2 separate regions of the Hordeum vulgare genome follow, and region 2 is linked to region 1. Evidence: chromatin contacts called from public Hi-C data. All regions are on one chromosome and are shown on one strand. Each heading gives the region's core, a stretch centred on a gene start, on an enhancer-like site or on the middle of the called end of the contact. The rest is flanking DNA. Distances are from core to core; before and after follow the strand shown. Region 1 holds the start of LOC123449284 (glucan endo-1,3-beta-glucosidase 3-like). Region 2 holds the start of LOC123449285.

Region 1 (4,203 bases), core at 1,649-4,148:
CACGTGTCACTCGCTTTTCCCCGAGTGAAGTCCTTCAGACTCCATCTCCACCTTCAACATGACTCCATGGTAGATGATCAATCCACCTCCGCGCCCCGTCGACTTCAAGATCTGTGTGTACCGTCTTGAATCAACCCCGCGACATAGTCTTGTTGAAGCCGCACAAGCCATCAGGCATGCACCACGTGTTTCCACGCCTAGAAGTCGGTCACCATCAGCATCACGCTCCTATGTCGTCTCGCTGATCCTACCACAGTCTTCTATACCAACCGACCCGCGTCGATCTGTCAGACTTTTCAGTCCAACCCAGCCGAACTCGTTCGACTGCACGACACACTCCAGGCTCCCAAATCGTCATTCGCGAATTTCCATGTGTCACACGATAATTCCATCTTAGCTGGCTTGACTTCCCGCGATGCCTTTAAATATCTCTGTTGCGCCAACAAATCTTTCACCGTTGTCTGTCGTAACCCAAGGTTTTCAGTCCCGTCGAACATCTCCACCTCAAACCTGATGCCTCATGTCGTCATGATTCTTCAAACGGCTGACCTTGTGAAAGTTAACATTGGCCTCAACTCCAGATGCTAGCAATTACCTTGTCAACACCTCGTGCTAATTCCAATGGATATCAACGTGATGGATTTTTCCTTTCCAATACGATCAGCTGCTGCCTTGTGTCTGTCATGCCGTATGAGGACTCGGTCCTCCTTTTGTTTCCAAAACAAATCTCACGCCGTCAAGCTCGCCTAGCTAACTCGTACTTGCACATCTCAGCACCATATCCTTGCATGCAACACGTCCGTGTTGAGCATGCCTCATGCTAGCCAACAGCCTTGGTCAGGCTAGCCTATTAGGCATTGTTACTTCGCTTGGATCAAGAGCCGCGGCCTGCTCATGCGTACCTACCTGGCCTACCACTCTAGCTCAACCTTACGTGCCCCACTGGACCACGCGCTACCGCCAGGGTCTTGGCCGCTGTACCTTCAAGCTTTTCACGTGGAATCAATCAGAGTCGCCGCCATCCTCCGAGACGTCCTCGAGCACGAATTTGTGATCGCTGTTTCCGTGCAATCTGCCGCTTCCTGCTGCTTCCGATTGCTACATGTACTTTCCGACTCCTCCAGATCAATCGTCGAACCATGCGGACAACATCGATCAACGTCGAGCTTTCCTTCTCCTCTAAATAAACTTCCGCGCAGTCTCGAACCTTGCTCATGATACCACTTGTTAGAATAATCCAAGGCACTTCGTCAATCATCCAAGGACCAAGCGATCACACGAGCATGACACCGAGATTTGTTAACGAGGTTCACCGATATAGCTACATCCTCGGGGCATGACTACGGGCGCTCCTCCCCGTGACACCGTCACAATACCACACCCTGGCCGCCTTGGGCGCCGGCACACGCCGCCGGCTCCCCGTGCGCGTGTGTGCTATTATGTTGGCATAGGTTACATCGTGTGTCTACCCCCGCTATATATGAGAGGCCTAGGATATAAGTGTCCTGTTTGGACAGACTCCATATCCTATCTAAACACAATACAACTCAGAGTCCAACTATAACCTACCGTGTACACAATATTCGACACAACTCTAACACTTTTTAGTCTACGTGGATTCATCGGATAACAGCAATGTGGTGCCGCCATTATACATGCCCTAGGGATGTCATGAACTCGTAGACTCGAAAGTATAGAAAATTACTACCCCCGGTTCGTAAATATAAGTATTTTTAGATATTTCACTAGAGAACTACATACGAAATAAAATAAATGAATGTCTATATAATCTGCATGTACCTTTCTATTAAAAACTCTTAAAAGTCTTATATTTAGAAACGGAGGAGTATTATACAGTGCCATAAACAACGAACACCTCCACTTGGCCGTATATTCCCTTGGTCATAGGGAGAAACAAACTTCCACCGGTGCACGCGACATGCCTCAGGTCAAATTTAACGACCCCATTCGCAACCTTCAAGCATCGTATCAGCAAAGCACGCAAGCAAAAAAGAAATTGAAAGGAGCCCTGCGTACCAGCAGCCGATGGTACAGCTACGGTCATGTCGGCTGTCGCCGAGGCGGCCTGTCTCTGCGGACATGCAAATACGACCGTTGGGGTCCGAAAGCCGAAGAAGCAAGCGTGCGTGCGTGCACCGCGCGGCGCACCCAATCCTCTCCGCCTCCAGCCCAGAGCCGAGCCACATGGCGGAGTCGCGAGTTTTTGACCGTTGCTCCGCCACGCCGAAGACCTCCTCCACTGTCCACTCCTCGTATGGTGCGCCCACCTGTCTGCGCCACTGTCCGATCGCCTGGTGTCCCGCTGCAGCTGACACGCGGGTCCGCCCCGCCGGCCCACACGTCGGTGAGCAGGCAGCGCTTTACTGTGGCTTGTTCGTATCTTTCCCGTTGTCCCAAGCAGGCGGGATGCTGCGACGCGCAGGCGCAGCTGGGGAAGCGGCGCAGAGATGGCCGGTACGGTGCCGCGGGACCAGGCGTTCCCGAGGGTCCACATCTCAGTCGAACATACGTACGCGAGGGTCAGCGCCGAGCGGGTGCACGAGAGGAAAACCCGCGCGAAACACCGCCTCTTGGCTCCCCGAGATCGCATCGCAGCCGTCGGATGTCTGACATGCGCCATGTGATCCGTGCTGCTTAACCGTAGGGCTGTCTCCCGAAAGATGCCTTCCTTGCTGACATGCGGGCCGTCCAAAGGTGGTGGGCGCAGCTGTCAGTGACGGGCGAGGCACCGGGAAGGAGTGAGTAGTCGCACGAAGCAACGGATCCATTGGTGGGCTCCCCCTCCCATTGGGCTGCGTCCCCCACTTTTGCACAAAAGCCCCTCCTTTTCTGCGTCCTCATATTAATAGGCCCACTCGCCACGCCTCTCCCGTCCTCTCCAGCTTCTCTTCTTCCTCTCGGCCTCTTTCTCCCCTCCTCATCCCCTTCCACTTCTTCGGCTTCTTCCTCCTCTTCATTTCACTTCTTCGGCTTGCTCTTCTTGCCCAAGTTACCATCCTTCGAGTTAGGCAGTCTGGATCTTGCAGAAAAGGTGTAGCTAGCTAGGATCCTTTTGCTTCCTCCGAGCTGGGAGAGAGAAAACAGAGCGGAGAAGAGAGAGAGAGATACACGGGTACCGGAGGTTGACCGAGCCAAAGTGGTTTGGAGCTCCTGGCTGGGCCTTTTTCTTTTGGCGACGACATGGCGAAGATCCACTTCTACCTCCTCTTGCTGCTGGCCGCCGCCGAAGCTATTCACGCTGAAGATGGTGAGCTTGTTTCTTCGCTTCTTCTTATTCCTGTATGTATGTATATTGCTGTACACCATGCTTGCTCTTCCATCTCGGACGATCTCCGTGCTGCTGCAGTGTTGATTCGACATTACGGACTAGGCTAGGCTGGTTTTTATCTTTTTTACAGCAACCCTGGGAACCCGGCTGATTGTGATTGAGACTAGTCGAACTAGTGCCGTCCCTTTCTCTTGGATTTTTTTCCTTTGTCGTCTTATGATCCGGTGTGTTTCTGGCTTGTCCTGCTGGGAATGTTCAGCCATCAGCTTTCTCTTAACACCAGATCAATTCTTTGAGCTATTTTTTTGACGTGATTCTTTGAGCTATTGATAGGAGTAGTATGTGATACTGTATACGGGCAAATCAAGCGGTATCTTTCGGGGTTTGGATTTGACTACTCGTCCTGCTCGGCCTATTCTGTGCTTGCCCACCGGGTCTCCCTGGGATTCCCTTCTCCGGGCTTTTCCAGCCCGTGTATTCCTTGCCCATTTCACGTGCAACGGACTAGTTTTTATACAAGTTATGCACGTTCCATAAGAACATCTGGTCTTGTTATCATTACATATTCTATCAATAGGGGCTTAGAATAAGATTTGCTTGGAGCTAGGGCAAGGAATATTACCAGTAGCATCAAACGGCCACACCCCTTGCTAATCTACCTACACGTACTAAAATAATGTATAGTAGTAACCAAGAACCAACCCCGGCATCCCATGAATCTGTGATGCCGTGATGGCTTTGTGCACATAAGTTTAAGCAGAAAGAGACGGTGGCCGCTGAGCTCGTACGGCGGCCCATGCTTAGCGTCAGCCTTTGTGGGCCCACCATGTCCTCCTCTTTCCTTCTCCCCGCCGGTAGTTAATTTACCCACAGGATCGTCGTGATGTTTCAACATTGGGTTACTGCCAAGGTTT
Region 2 (4,197 bases), core at 968-3,467, 220 kb before region 1:
TACGCCCAGTTCCCGGATTTAGTTGTTTTCAGTGCTGATGCTACTCGGTTAGACACTGTGGTTGAGGTGACAGAGTAGGATTTGTCGGAGGGCGATCTATACAAAGCACCTTGGCACTGGCGACTGAGCAGCAACATGTACGATTTGCATTGATAGTGCATGCACTGACAATATTTAGTGTGTGCAACGTCGATGGGGTCTTCGTTACGTCCAGCTAACAAGAGTAATAAGTCAGGGGGGAAATTATGAGGTACAAAAAGTTCTATGTACTAATTAATAGTTGTCAAGACTGTTGGTACATAATTTCTGTCTCTGGCAGTGCGTGCATAATACTAATAACTCGCTATGTAAGTACAAATAGACAAGGTTCGTACATAATTCTGTCTCTGACGGTGCATGCATAATTAAAGCTAATAACTGGCTATGGGTTGATGCTGATTAAGTAGAAATAAACTACATAGAGGAGGGAGATCTAATCGATTGTCTTTTACATAGTTATCCTCTTAATCGATCGATTCTTGATTAGGTTCATCGAAGGCACTAATCAATTTCTTTTACATAATTAATTATGCTACACTATATTTCTCTCCCAGTTGGTTCATCGGAGGCACTAATCTGCTGGCATGCTTTTGCTGCAAGGAGAGCAATGAAGGCGGTCCTGTTCAGCATTGTCCCTGTTCGATGTTACACACTGCCCAACAAAATTGACATATCCCCCTAATAACAATCAAATGATCCTACACCACATTATACACACATTATGATTGGATCTCAGATACCATGGACGAGCCGATGAACTATTGTGCATATGCATACAGCAGCACATGAGCACAAGAGTGAACAAGAGGAGGAAGAAGGGGAAGGAAGAAGAATGACTGAATGGGAGAGGGGGAGCTGCGAGGTGGAGTTAATAAACCCCTGGTGCATGTATCTGTTGAACAGCTGCTAAGCTGAAATGAGAGTGTGTCGCCAGTGGGTAAATGTGGTGGGTCTGTGTCATTATTGCACTGTGGAATACAACCTTAATACACCATCGTTCCATTTCTCTCTGAGTTTATACGTGAATCGTTGTATGAATAAAGCACGAAGCTTAGGATTGAACGTTGAAGATATGGACCTCGCCTGGCATCATGTCCCAAGGTGTATTTTCGGTAAATACATTCCATCAAGAGTAAAAATACCTGGCATATCTCGAGGATGGGTACAGCCAAATCTTGCACCTTCATCACCAGATTTAATAAATTCACTGATGAATGGATGGCGATGAGCCAAGCCATTCCCCATTTCTGCAGCCAGATGCCATAGAAGATCACTGTCGCTTGGGTTAAATTGTACACCCCTTGGTAACCCTGGCCAACTCTGAAATATGACGAGCACAATTCAAAAGTCAATAAGTAATTTAACATGTTGCTAAGCAGCTTCAATACCATAGCTTCATAGGAAAGATCTTGGCACATTTAAAGGTTGCGAGAGCAGATCATTGAATAGATCAACTTGGTAATGAATAGTATGGTGCCAATTTCAGCAAGTGCGCACGTAGAACAAAATTCTCTTCACTATCAGGTGATAAAAGAAGGTTCACAGGCATAGTCAAAGCAATTGCATGGAAATGGGTTGCTAGATAAGCAGGGCACGGCAACGTGGGTGCAGTATCAGGATACAATATACATGACATATTTCCTCCCTCCCTACTTCAGAAAAATGCTCCATCTTAGAGTCTGTAACAGTGAAGGTGGCAATGCCCTAACAGGCATGGATTATGACACAATGGAAGTAATATTTATGGCTAAACCCATTCCCAAGACCAAGGAAAATGGAATCTGCAAACGCTGCAACTTCCAATAACCACGCATACAAAACGCCGCACCTGCTGGGCAGCTCCACCGGTGCCCTCCGGGGCGGGGGTAGCCTCGCACCTGCAAACCAGACAGGGATCACGACAGAGAATTCTCGCACAACAGAAGGATAAGAGAAAGGCGCGCTAAGTACCTGTCAGTCGTCGGAGGCGAGGGTTCCACCCGCGGCGCCGGTGAAGGCCGAAGAGGGCGGCCACGGCGCGGGGCGGGGGGGAGGTGGTCGGAGTCGGAGTCGGAGTCGGGGCCGAGGAGGGGAGGAAGAGAGTCGATGTCGAAGGCCATTGTCGGATTAGGGTTAGAGCGGGAGAGCGGAGGGAGATTTAGGCGAGGAAGAATGTTGAGACTGCGAGTAGATCGAGTTTTGGTGTGTGTGTGTGGGGGGGGGGGGGGGGGTCACTCTAACTCAATCCCACCCAACAACAAGCCCGGGCACCCAAGTTGGGCTAGCCAGGCCTCTGATTAAAATTTAGGATTTTACCCATTTTGGCTCTGTTGCGTTTGGGTTTGTCCATTTTAGCCCGCAATCAGGTTTCACGTAGCTTGTTATCATCGTCGTAAAAAAAATAGTACTCCCATCATCTGGTTTTGCTGTTGGGCGACTAGCCAAAATGGGGATTTGAACCATCAACCGGTGCTAGGTTATTCTCTATGATTCACCTAAAAAAAAGGTTATTCTCTATGATGAAAGTTCTCAAGCATAATGAGTTGACTAGGATGACGGTAACTTTATGGGCAGTTTGTTATGTGAGGAGGAAGCTGATTCATAAGGGTATAAACCAAAGCCAACATGCAACACACAGTTTCATTGTAAACTTTATAGCTGAGTTGGATCAGCTAGAAGAATGACTTAAATCTTGTATGAGACCAATACATGGATTCCGCGAGCTAAAGGTTTTATAAAGATTATTGTTGGTGTTGAGGTCTCTACTACTCATAATGTAGTACTGTTGTTGCTGTTTGTCGGGACAAAGATGGTACATATCTCGGCTCTTCCATGCTTGTTATTCAATGAATGATCGATCCTTTGATGCTAGAGCCAATCGCATGTAGGGAGGGACTCGCATTGGCGCAAGACCTCGGGTACCGTTGTCATTTCTAATCATCAATATCTTTGCTTCATGTTGACGTTGAGCTTCATTAGCAAAGTCGATGACGATTTGTTGAGTCTCACTCTTCCTCTTGAAGAAGTACACCCAAGTGTATCTTGAGTAATCATCCACAATCACGAAGCAATGCTTTCTTCCCACAAGACTATCAAAGGATGGAGGACCAAAGAGATCCATGTGAAGGAGCTCCAATGGCCTCTTATAGTAGATGATAGTCATGGGACGGTGAGCCGTTTCACGAAGCTTTCCTTCAATACAAGCACTGCAAGCATGGTGTTTGGCAAAACTCACATTTGTTAGTCCACGAACATGATCCCCTTTGAGGAGACTTTGCAAAGATCTCATACTGACATGAGCTAGTTGGCGATGCCAAAGCCAACCCACATCAACTTTAGCCATTAGAAAAGTCACGGTCTTAGCGGGTGGCTCCGAAAAGTTCACCACATAGAGACCGTTCTCGACATGTCCAACAAAGGCTACTTTAAGAGTCTTTCTCCACAAAAGGGCCATGGTATCAAGATCAAAGAATGTGGCAAAGCCCATAATTGCAAGTTGACAAACGGAAAGAAAATTGTATGCAAGGGACTCAACAAGCATGACCTTCTCTATAGATAAATCTTGAGAGATGACCACCTTGCCAAGTCCCAATACCTTAGGTGTTGAGGCATCACCAAATTGGACATGGGTGGGCATAGATGGAATTGGATGCACATCCACCACCAAGTCCTTGCTCCCGGTCATATGATTTGTGGCTCCAATGTCGAGCAACCATGACATCCCACCGGAAGCAAACTCCTACAAGAGATCAATGCTTGGATTTAGGTACCCATTCTTGAATGGGTCATTTGATGTTAGTAACAAGGGTCTTAGGAACCCAAATAGTCCATTAAATGTACTCATAACAAGAACCAACAAATTTAGCATAACCATGACCATCACTAGCACGACATAAAACATAAGAGGAGTTAAAATCATCGGCTTTGTTGGTAGGGACGGTTTTGCCCTTCTTGGCATTGCCACCCCCTTCCTTGTTCGTCTTCTTCTTATGAGTACTCTCACCCTCTTTGACAAAAAGTGTCCTTGAGAGGAAGAGATTGATTGGTCTTGTTCTTCCTTTTCTTCTTAGACTTGGGTGCAAACTCAAGTCCCTCCTTTCCTACAACTTCCTTTTGATTACTCAAAAGGTCATTTAGGTTCTTCTCGCATTGGATGAGTGGCACAAGGCCCTTCTCTAG

Evidence for each region. A called contact is a pair of places that touch in the nucleus more often than the background predicts.
Region 2: a contact with region 1 is called in a Hi-C map of leaf, with 1.9 times the contacts expected there. The contact joins the promoter of LOC123449285 here to the promoter of LOC123449284 in region 1. A contact is called at or near these places in 1 of 6 Hi-C or Micro-C datasets (leaf) and 1 of 1 datasets of contacts at active chromatin or transcription factors (embryo).

The regions. Positions count from the first base shown.
Region 1 is chr4H:529,082,283-529,086,485 of MorexV3_pseudomolecules_assembly, reverse strand. LOC123449284 (glucan endo-1,3-beta-glucosidase 3-like) reads left to right here and starts at 2,898. Exons shown (of 3, transcript XM_045126438.1): 1 at 2,898-3,268. The coding sequence starts at 3,202.
Region 2 is chr4H:529,303,617-529,307,813 of MorexV3_pseudomolecules_assembly, reverse strand. It overlaps LOC123449285, which reads right to left and starts at 2,217. Exons shown (of 15, transcript XM_045126441.1): 1 at 1,990-2,217; 2 at 1,868-1,916; 3 at 1,182-1,359. The coding sequence starts at 2,138.